Linked DNA regions of Hordeum vulgare: regions 2 and 3 are each linked to region 1. Evidence: chromatin contacts called from public Hi-C data. All regions are on one chromosome and are shown on one strand. The core of a region is the stretch at or near the end of the contact, and the rest is flanking DNA. Distances in the headings are between cores, read along the strand shown. Region 1 has its middle 180 kb from the start of LOC123449383. Region 2 has its middle 55 kb from the start of LOC123449386. Region 3 has its middle 99 kb from the start of LOC123449384.

Region 1 (3,470 bases), core at 546-3,045:
TTGCTTTAGTCATTGCCAAGATTATTTTGGTGTATACGACAGTTGGTTCTCTCAGGTAATGAGGTCCAAACATCGAGACAGCGTCAATAAAAAATATGACCATGGTGTCTCCGATTTTCTCTCAAATGTCCATAGATATTAGTTCCACGAATCCGCGGCCATTCCAAATGCAAGTATTAACAATGCAGACGTGCACTTCTGGTAACCAGAGAATCCAATCCTTCAGGGCATCCCTCTTCAAGATGAAGTAGTCATCCAAGGGACAAACACCGTGGTAGAGACGATCAAAGACATTGTTGCATCTGTAAGAGCCGACAAAAAGTTGTCAGCGAATAGGGAATCGGCGGAAAAGTAGGTGTCCATCAACATCAAGTGATCGCGTGCTTGTGGCGATTCAGCACTTGATGGCCCTTGATCGATCCCTTGAAATTGGGAACATGATCTTCCGCACACTTCGTGTGTGCGAGGACCGCCTGCATCATCATCGTCTCATTCGGGTAGTCCTCCTCACGAGAAGAGTCATCAGATGACTCAACATAGTGGTCGTATATGTACTCCATATCCAAATCCATTGCTTCAAAGAAGCAGGGACAACAAAATCAAGCACGAGCATTTCAACGAGCACTTCCCGTGCACGATGACTACCGTAGGGGCGGATGGTACTTGTGCAGCGGACGGAGGAGATGTATCGACCGATAGTGAAGCAGACGAGACGTGAAGCCCGGGTATTGCGGTGGAGGTGAAGGAGCCCGAGTGATGGTGATGGAGCCGCGGAGTTTCGGGAAGGGAGGGGCGGGGCGGGGTGGTGGAACAACGACGGCATCAAGAAAGAAAACGAATACAGAGAAAGACAGAAGAATGGAGACATGTGGTCCGGAAGGGGTTTGAGGTAGGTCAGGGGTTTTGGAGTCCTACATGGTTGTTGTCTAGACTCCCGCAAAGCCCTCAATTTGCTTTCTTTTTACAAAAAAGAAGGGACATCCGGACCGGCCCGCTGACGTATATAGGCACGCAGTGGATGGCAAAATACGTTTCGACCATGCAGTCCGGACGTCCCAAGCAATTTAAGGGTCTACTTTGGAGGTGATGTGACAGTGGAATCAAGTGTTGCAATCTTCTCATACTAGTCCAAGAAGTGGGGGGATCAAACAAAGCCTACCGTATCAACGGGGCAAACATGGCTCATGATTGAAATCCAGACTTCTTTGATTTTCAAGGATCACAAATGAAATTTCCTTTATTTTTTAAAAGAAATAAATAAATGTGAATTCAATTATTTTGAAATAAAAAAATGAAATTCCAAACAACACGGGAAGGGTCGATGTTGGTAGTCTTCTAAACTAGTGTCCCCATCTTCGAGAAACGAGAGTTGAAACTTTTTTCTTTTTTTGCTGGAGGAAGATTCGTGACTTTTTAAACAAAAAATGACTTAAAAGTTCACACTTTACATTTTCACAATTTACAAATAAAATGCTCTATTTCGGCCCCCAAAAGATAGGAAAGTTGGAACGTCAATCTTGTTTTTCTCTTTAGTAAAAACATAAACACCATATAAATCTAGTTCTTTAGGTAACATAAATCTAGTTGAAAAAATGATTAACAACCATGTAAACTCGGCAAGTTAATCTAATACTCCTAAAAAAAATCAAGTACTAAAAGAAAGGGCGGCCTATGCTTTTATTCTCATTCTCCCTACAAACCAAACTGACGTGGGGCTATAGCTTCCTATTCCCCGTGTAGGTCGGTACATAGCGATATTGTGACAGACTCCGCCAACTGTGGTGTCCATCAGCAACGTTTACGTGGACCACCCCTGTGCGCGTGGTCCTCTTTTGGCCCGGCCCATTCCAGGTTCTCTCCCATACCTGTTTTAAGCTTCTTTTTTAATTTACGATTTTTGTTTTTTATTTCTTTTCTCTGTAGTCTTTTTTCCATTTCATGTTGCGAACATCTTTTTAAAATTTCTGAACATTTTTATCAAGTCATGAATATCTTCTAGAATTCACGAACATAATTTTGAAATTTACGAACATAATTTTGAATCATGAACATTTTTTAAATTCACGAACTTAATCGAGAACATTTGTTGAATTCACTAATATTTTTCATGAAACCATGACCACTCCTCAAAATGACAAATATTTTTTGAGATCACGAACATTTTCTGTGCCATTAATTATTTAGAAATTGCAAACATTTTATCTTAAATTTGTGAACATTTTTAGAATCGTCGAACAATTTTAGAATCAACGAGTATTTTTTATTTTACCAAGATTCTCATTGAAATGTATGAGGATTTTTTTATTGACAAATATTTTCTTGAATTGCATGAACGTTTTAAATCAGTGAACATTTCTTGAATATATGAACCTTTTCTACAAGTTAGTGAAATATTTGTTTAAATTCAGGATATTTTTTCAATACGTAAACATTTTTCATACCCTTGATTTTTTTAATCCGTGAACATTTTATGATTTGCGAAACAATTCTCCAATATTTCATATTTCTTGAATTCCTATTTTTATTAATAAAAAACTGAAATATTTTAGAAAGGATAAAACAAAAGATACGAAAGATGCGAAAAATGAAACAACAGAGAGGGACTCCCAGCATGGTCTTGGCCGGCCCAATACGGTGCATTATCGAAGGTCCATGAATCTTGCTTATAGTTGATGATAGGTTGGTCATATCCTATTTGGTGCGCCTGTTAGCGAAATTACTAATTGAGGAGTATTCCTTTTAAAATCATTCTCACCTTTCTAAGTTGCGACAAGTGATACATCATATCTATGTCCTTTGTCGTAACCTGGAAGTTTTTCTTTTTTTAATTCATATTTTTAAAATGTTTTATCTCTTAAACCGTGCATCCAATTCTTGAACCGTTTTCAATCGTGGGTTTCTGGCATCGAGATCTTCAAAACTAGAGGCTTTGACGAACTATTTTTTCACAAAAGAACAGACAAAAACAAACAGACGGAAAAATTCGTGCCTCTCGCGGTAAAAAAACATAAATGTATTATTTTTTTATTTCTCGTGAATGCAAAACCGTGCCTCTCATGTAAGATAAACCGTGCCTCTCACAAAAAATAGAAAACGTGTTTTGTTTTTTCGTTTCCGAGAGGCACGATCATGCCTCTCGTGAAAGCAAAACCGTGTCTTTTGTGAAAGCAAAATCTTGCCTTTCATGATAAAAAAATACGTTTTTCGTTTTCGAGAGGCACGTTCATGCCTCTCATGAAAATAAAAACGTGCCTCTCGCGATAAAAAAACCGTGTTTCTCATAAAAAAAATAAAACACATATTTTATTGTGTTCACAAAAGCACAGTCGTGCCTCTAGCGAAAATAAATCATGCTTCTAATGAAAGCAAAATCATACCTCTCATGAAAAAACCAAAAACACGTTATTTTTTTTTGTTTTAAAGAGGCACGGTCGTGCCTATAGCGATAGGAAAACCGTGCTGCCAAAAAA
Region 2 (3,470 bases), core at 553-3,052, 390 kb before region 1:
ATGAAATGTATACATCAAAACATACGGTAAACAAATGTTAATCATGCATATAAAATCGGTACCAATTAAGGATGTATATACAAAATTCTAATTAAAGAATTGATGTGATATTTGTGTCAACCAAACTCGTTTGCTTCCCTTTCTCCCTCTTCCTCCCGAAGAAAGGAAAGGTGATCTCACCTCCATCATCGGCCTCCGAGGGCTCCCCTCTGTCGACGACTTCGGTCTTCGGTGGTGAAGGGGGTCGCCGGATCCTTGTGTGTGAATCCTTTGTAGGCTCTTTTATTTGGTTTTTATGTTGATCATTGTTTTTTTTTTTTTTGCTTTGGCGACGACGATGATGGTGTTAAATAAAGTTTTTTTAGTTCCTACTTCGACGGAGAGATCATGCTATGGTCGGGTATGGATTTGAGAATCAGTCTATTCAAGCAAGGATAATGCGACGACAACATCATTATGAACCTGTGTCGTTGGTCTCTGTCATTACGACGACGTTTGCTCCAGCACCGACGTGGGACATAGCCGGGAGCAAATAACTAAAGTTATCAATAGCTGGGCTCCTTTTAAGAGGATCATTTTTTTTTTTGGCCCGGGAGAGGGCCGAGTGATGCGTCCAACCACTGTTACGTGTCGTGTGGTAGGGACTCGCTCTGGTTATCCAATATTTTGTTGTTGATTGAAGCCTGTTATGGATTTTAGATTTTTTTTTTGTTTTTTCAGTTTAACTTCACTGCCGTCGGAACTTGCATTTGAGATCTGTACAAACCAGGAAAGCTGTCCTCAATTGTTTGTACATTTTTTTTGAATTGTTTAGATTGCTTGCGACATGATTCACCCACTTCTAGGAGCTGAGGAGACTGCTGCATGCACTCGATTGCGAGCTTTCTTTTACAAAGGAAATACTCCTGCACAGATAAACGCGTGGACATACAAACGTGAAACTTGCACCTTTTGTGCGTCTCTTTGACCCGTTTGGGTCCGATCAACCACATTGGAAGATCTCATCCAGTTCACGTCAACAGTCAAACTGAGAAGCAACTACGCCTCTAGCATGCGTGCACTGAGACTGGATCAGACGGCAAGGCATAAAAAACGATGCCCCCCCTGAATCTTGGCCCCCATGCAGTCCACAGTCCACACGATGACTAGCTCCAGCTTTTGCCGTTTGAGACCACACGTAAATCCGTTTCTGCACGCTCTTTTTGAACCGAAAAGAGGTCATCAAAAGCAGGCTTGGCCTCGGTTCCGTGAGCGCCTGACCCGAGTTTGTTTGGGTTGGATCGGGCGAGAGCTTCAGCTTCCTTTTGTCCCCGGGAAGTAACATAACAGAGGAACGTGGAGTGTCCGTCTGCCTCGACATCACGCCGCCGTCCTGTCCCGATGGTCGGTCGAAGACGAACGTGGCGGTGTCACTCGTCGTGAGCCATGCATGCATATGCATGGGCTCAAGCTCAATCGATCGCAGCGCAGCGGTTATTTCCTGGACGCGAGCGACGGCAGCGTGTTCTGTTGCTGCAACGAACTGGTGATGGGACGACACCTGGAAAGCGCCGAGGGCGGCTGCATGGTCGGTCGATCGGTTTGTTCGGTTCGCCTCCTCCATGCTGTGACATGCAGTTAATGGAAAATGCCATGACGAACTGCAGACAAATTATTATATCCTTATCCGAAGATGAGACTACAGTGCAGTCCGACACCTCATCGATCTATCCAGAGACAACAGTTGAAGAGGCAAGGCATGCAACAAGCGGCTCACGAGAGAGGTCGATCGGCTTGCATCCATCCATGCCCGTACCGGTGTCGTCGCGCTCGGTTCATGCATGAGAACACATGGTTGAGGTCAGGACAGGGAACAGACTGGACGAACGGGCCCTCGAATTATCACTGCCATGCATGGGATGGGAAGGAGTACGTACGTATAGGTCGGCACATAGCAGCTTGACACTTTGCATCCCCTGGTTAGTTTTACGTGCGACACGCTAGTTCGGTCCCCCAGCAAGCTTAGCCAGGGGCATTACACCTGGGCCAGACGGTAGCACGGCTGCGCAGGTGTCCCGTGCACCGGCCCGGCGCGCGACCGTGCATGCATGAATCAATGCAGTACGTACGTGGCGGCATGGCGAATTGAAGTGGATGCACGGGGAGCTGTGCTCGGGACCATGCATGAAGCAGCTAGAGCGGCGGCATGCATGCATGTACGCGTGCGATGTTGTGCTCTGCTTCGCAGTTGCAGCGGCTCATGGTCGATCGGTCTGGTCCATTTTATCTTGAGTTTCGTCACTGTAGCGCGTGTCACTGCACTGTTTTCCTTCTGGGTTGGCGGCGGCGGCTCCTCTGAACGGACGCATTTGCCGATCCAAGGCCCATGCAGCTGCATACTTCCCGGTCTCGAGCTCGCTCACTCGCTCGTGCGTATGTGTCAGCGCCCCTGGTAAACAACCAATTCTGGCTGAAGATCAAGGGACACGGCGACAACAGGGGATGGCTCTGTAGCAGAACCAGCAACGAGAGAAGACGTGCCAGAGTTTGAAGATGCCCGTGGGCCAGGAGCGTGGGCCAGGAGCGTGAAGACCAGGCTCAGATGGCTCTCCGATCCGTCTGGGCCCAGTAGCCATTGTAACGATCTAGCCGTGGAACAGAACAATGGCTTTGCCGATCATTTGTAAGCTTGTAACCGTGAGGATGGAAGGCAGGAATAACAATAGTGAAATAGAATTTCCCAATTCAAACTTCAAACCGTAGACCGAGTGCATAGCTTATAGTTGATATCAGAGTCGGTAGTCCTGGAGCTTCCTCAACATCATCATGTCACACGGTGACGAGATAGGGGTCGAGCGGCGGTGATGGAGAAGCCATCAGAGAAAGTGTGTGGAGTATACGAGCTCTCCCGCATCGATTTCTCTTCGGATTGGATGAGCGCCTCAAGGACCAAAGTGAGGTTCTTCTCCACGCCATGTGAAAGATGACCAATGTGAACATGCCACTCTCGATGGCCGATTGCGACGCGGGTGGATGTCATCTGTGAAGAGATGGCGCTCGAGCTCGAGCAAATCTGAGGGGAGCTGCACAAAGACGCTCTGATCCAAGTGAGGGAGTCTGGGACTAAAGGGACCTCGGGTCATCGGACTATTTCTACGGGCCAGACTCATACGTCACTTCGGACAACCGATTACATATACGAGGAATGTTTCACAAGACTTGGTGATCAAGAGAAGGACTCCTCTACAACGACATAGCCATTAGGACTCTTGTTACGTAGGCCTATGGTGCATTGTATAAACCGAGATCCGGCTAGTCGATAGACAATCTCTCATACTGAGACTGATTAAGCTCATTACTATCAGGGTTTAGATCACAACATACGATCTCGAGATAGATCAACTCTGTACTTGATACTCAACCATCAATATAAACAAGAGCAGCACGTAGGGATTTACCTCCATCAAGAGGGCCCAAACGTGGGTGAACAC
Region 3 (3,470 bases), core at 413-2,912, 280 kb before region 1:
GAGGTCGTGCTTTTGGTCATACATTCCAAGGAATGTTTGTGGGCGGTTAGCGGGATCGTTCATCTTTGGTTCGATGGAATTCATCAACGATCTACACCGACTCGTCTTCTTCCATTGCAACTCAGAGTTGGTAACGATCCAGTCCTAACCATTGTTGTATCTTCATAGTGTTTCTGGTTGATCATAGGACCGGTTTTTTGTTTTGATTTCTACTACGTTTTCCAACAATTCTAATTGACATTCTTCACCAAGAAAGTCTCGCATTGAGGTGATCTATGGTCATACTCCCAGACACTTTGGTATTTCTAAATCCGATGCAGTGCTACTACTGAGTTAGAACAATTGTTAAAATATTGTCACACATTAACTGCAACTGTTAGGTAACATTTGCTTCGTATCCAACAACACATGAAAAGTCAACCTGATAAAAAGAGGATAGAGCGGATTTTTTCCTTTGGTGACAAGGTTTTTCTCAAGTTGCAACCATACGCCCAACTTTCTTGACATGTCGAACCAATCACAAATTGGTGTTTAAGTTCTACGGTCCTTTCAAGATAGTGAAAAAGATTGGCGGAGTGGCGTATAAGTTGGAATAGCCTGTCAGCAGCCAAATACACCATGTATTCCATGTCTCTCGGTTGAAGTGTTTCCTTCCCCGAGACACTATCATCCAATAAGTTCTTCCGCATGCTACTTCGGCCTTTCAGGTTTCCTTGCAAGTGTGTCAACATCGTGTGTCGCAGGTGGGCAAGTGTACCGTTGCTCAAGAGCTTGTTGAGTGGAGGGATTCTTCGCCCATAGCGGCCACTTGGGAAGAGTTGGAGTTTCTGCGTAAGTAATTTCCTCATGCAACAGCTTAAGGACAAAACGGTTTCAAGAAGCGGGGATGTTAGCATCCCGTGACATACCACGAGTACTAACTAAAGATCAAGAGGACACGGTGCAACGCGAGAAGAGGTATGAGAGTGTGAAGATGCTCGTGGGCCAGGCATACGGCCCACTCACAAGAAGGCCAAACTCATATGACTCTCCGATCCGTTTGGGCCCAATAGTCGTTGGAACAATCGAAACATGTGGCTTGTAGCTATTTGCTTGAGCTTTGGCCGATCATTTTTAATTTATAGCTGTGAGGGTGGAAGGGAGGAACAACTAGAGTGAAATGAAATTCCCCATCAAACTCCAAACCGTAGACCGAATGCGTAGCTTACTTTGAACCTGAATCATGCATGCATTTATGGTTATGCCAGGAGAGTTCCATAATATAGCTCTGTTTATAGTCAGGTCCACTAGCTAGTGATCACGTGAGCATGGTAAGTTGGTTAAATTTGCTAAAACTCACATCACAAAAGGCAAGTACTAGATCTAGCTAGGAACTAAACGAAACTAATTCTGTCAACTGAATTCAAATGTTCCGGCCGGCCACGCATGAATGCAAACGTTGTAGTACTAGTCCACGCAACGGAGGCCATGTTTATCCCAGCGAGCAAACGGACACGGCGACGTGTGCAAGTGTACATACACGGATCGAGCCGCGGTGAGGTGTCGACGCGAGGCGCGCCCAGTCGAGGTCAGCAAATAATGGTTAGTTCAAGCAGGAACAAAGGACGCATATCGCCACGGATGGCGTCGGCCATGGTCCACTGCGGCCGTGGCGTCTGGCCGTGCGAGCCGTCCTTGTCCTTGTCGCGGACGGCGACGCGGGTAGCTTTGGTCGATCTCCCGCCCCACGCCGTTGCTTTCAGCGCGCCACCGTCGGTCGGCGTCCTTCCCTCCACTCTCTGTCCCGGTCAGAATGTACAACACGTAAAGCGGCCTTCCCCGGCCCCCAGGGCAAAGCATAAATTCTCAAGTCCATATGTGTGGATCCGCTCTCTTCTCCCCTGGTTCCTTGGCGCGCCTGCGTCCGGGATTATCTCTACGTGATGTGAACTAAACCGAAAAAAGTACTCCTGGACTACGAGCAGTACAGGACTTGGGTTGTGACTTGTGAAAATCAAAGATTAAGTGTGTCATTGCGTGTGTGACCAACAATAATGGGACCCCTTGAATTCCTCTTAAACGTATGAGCGAACACCTCGGTCACCGTCTAGACCGAAAAGCGTCATCCAACCAGACCCACAAAGCCAGCTCAAACTTTTGATCTGTCCGGCACTTCCCGAACTCAGCCCATATGCTGGCAGACATGGGGCGATCCGATAGGCCGGGCTCATCTCAAATCTCTCTAAATCATCTCCAATCTAACCTGACCTATCCTCTTCCTCTCCTCTTTTTTTCTTCGCCCGCGCCGCCATTTTTCCTAACTCCGCCGTCATTGGATGCCAACTCGTTACCTGCTACTCCTTGAACATACAACTTGCCCGTTATGTGTTCGACCAAATGCCCGAGCTATTTTTTCTATTCTTTTTGCTTTATGCAGGCGAATGATGAATTTGTTGGATGATGACTATGAGAACAAGGACCTTCATGAATTTATACAAAGAGTTCGTCGATTTGAACGATGGAGATGTTGATATGACGAGGATAGTGATGTGCATCGAGAAAGATATGAAGAAGCAAGTGGAGCATGTCATGAGGTTCAATTGTTCAATAAAGGATGGGAGAGTTGTTCCCACATATAGGGTCGCCGGAGCATGGCTTCTCTACAACAACTACTTTAAACCAGACCCGACATACCAAGATGATTTTGTTCTGACATTACTTTTAGACGAGCAACCATTTGTTCTTATGTGTCATGAATCCTGTGAAGGAATACAATCCTTACTTTAAGCTGAAGAAGAATTGTTGTGGACAACTCCCCTTCACTCCTTTATAGAAATGTATGATTGCTTTGAGGATGCTTGCATATGATAAAGACACGCATACAGTTGATGCTGAAATATGGATGTGAAGGGCACATGCCTTGAGGCCATAGTAGAATTTGCCCACATCGTAGTGGTGTTTGGATAGAGTACCCGAGAGAACCAATTGTTGAGGACACATAAAAGTTACTAGTAATTGGAGCAACAAGAGATTTTTTATGTATGCTCGGTTTAGTTGATTGCTTGCGTTGACAATGAAAGCACTGCATGAGCATATAAAAGGTTTGCACGGGCTAAATCAAGGTCACACCAAAGAGGTCATCATCATATTTAAAGCAGTGACATCAAAGAACTTGTAGATTTGGCATGGTTTCTTTGACATGTCGTTTTCACAATAACATCAATGTCCTCTAGCGATTTTTGTTGTCCGGGAGACTTTGTGATGGGATGCTCCCGTGTGCAACGACATAATCAACGGGAATAATTGTAAAAATAGGATATTACCTTGCTGATGGTACCGATCCTTAGTAGGCAGCGTTTGTGAAGAGTATATCTATGTCCCGAGGTAACAAACAACATATCTTCGCACACATGCAAGAAGATGTTAGGGAGGATGTGAAACGGGCATTCATGGTCCTCTCAACTTATCGGGGTATTATTTGTAGAACTATA

Evidence for each region. Hi-C and Micro-C count contacts between places; a contact is called where the count stands out from the background.
Region 2: a contact with region 1 is called in a Hi-C map of seedling, with 4 times the contacts expected there. The contact joins two enhancer-like sites. A contact is called at or near these places in 4 of 6 Hi-C or Micro-C datasets (leaf and seedling).
Region 3: a Hi-C map of seedling shows a contact between it and region 1, with 3 times the contacts expected there. The contact joins two enhancer-like sites. A contact is called at or near these places in 3 of 6 Hi-C or Micro-C datasets (leaf and seedling).

The regions. Positions count from the first base shown.
Region 1 is chr4H:542,553,861-542,557,330 of MorexV3_pseudomolecules_assembly, reverse strand. No RefSeq gene overlaps it. Among protein-coding and RNA genes, the nearest start is that of LOC123449383, 180 kb to the right of the region's middle. Within about 2 kb of position 1,795, at least 3 of the 3 cell types and tissues checked have open chromatin away from gene starts, as enhancers often do. A contact at or near this core is called in leaf and seedling, where this site is marked.
Region 2 is chr4H:542,945,838-542,949,307 of MorexV3_pseudomolecules_assembly, reverse strand. No RefSeq gene overlaps it. Among protein-coding and RNA genes, the nearest start is that of LOC123449386, 55 kb to the left of the region's middle. Within about 2 kb of position 1,802, at least 2 of the 3 cell types and tissues checked have open chromatin away from gene starts, as enhancers often do. A contact at or near this core is called in seedling, where this site is marked.
Region 3 is chr4H:542,838,088-542,841,557 of MorexV3_pseudomolecules_assembly, reverse strand. No RefSeq gene overlaps it. Among protein-coding and RNA genes, the nearest start is that of LOC123449384, 99 kb to the right of the region's middle. Within about 2 kb of position 1,662, at least 3 of the 3 cell types and tissues checked have open chromatin away from gene starts, as enhancers often do. A contact at or near this core is called in leaf and seedling, where this site is marked.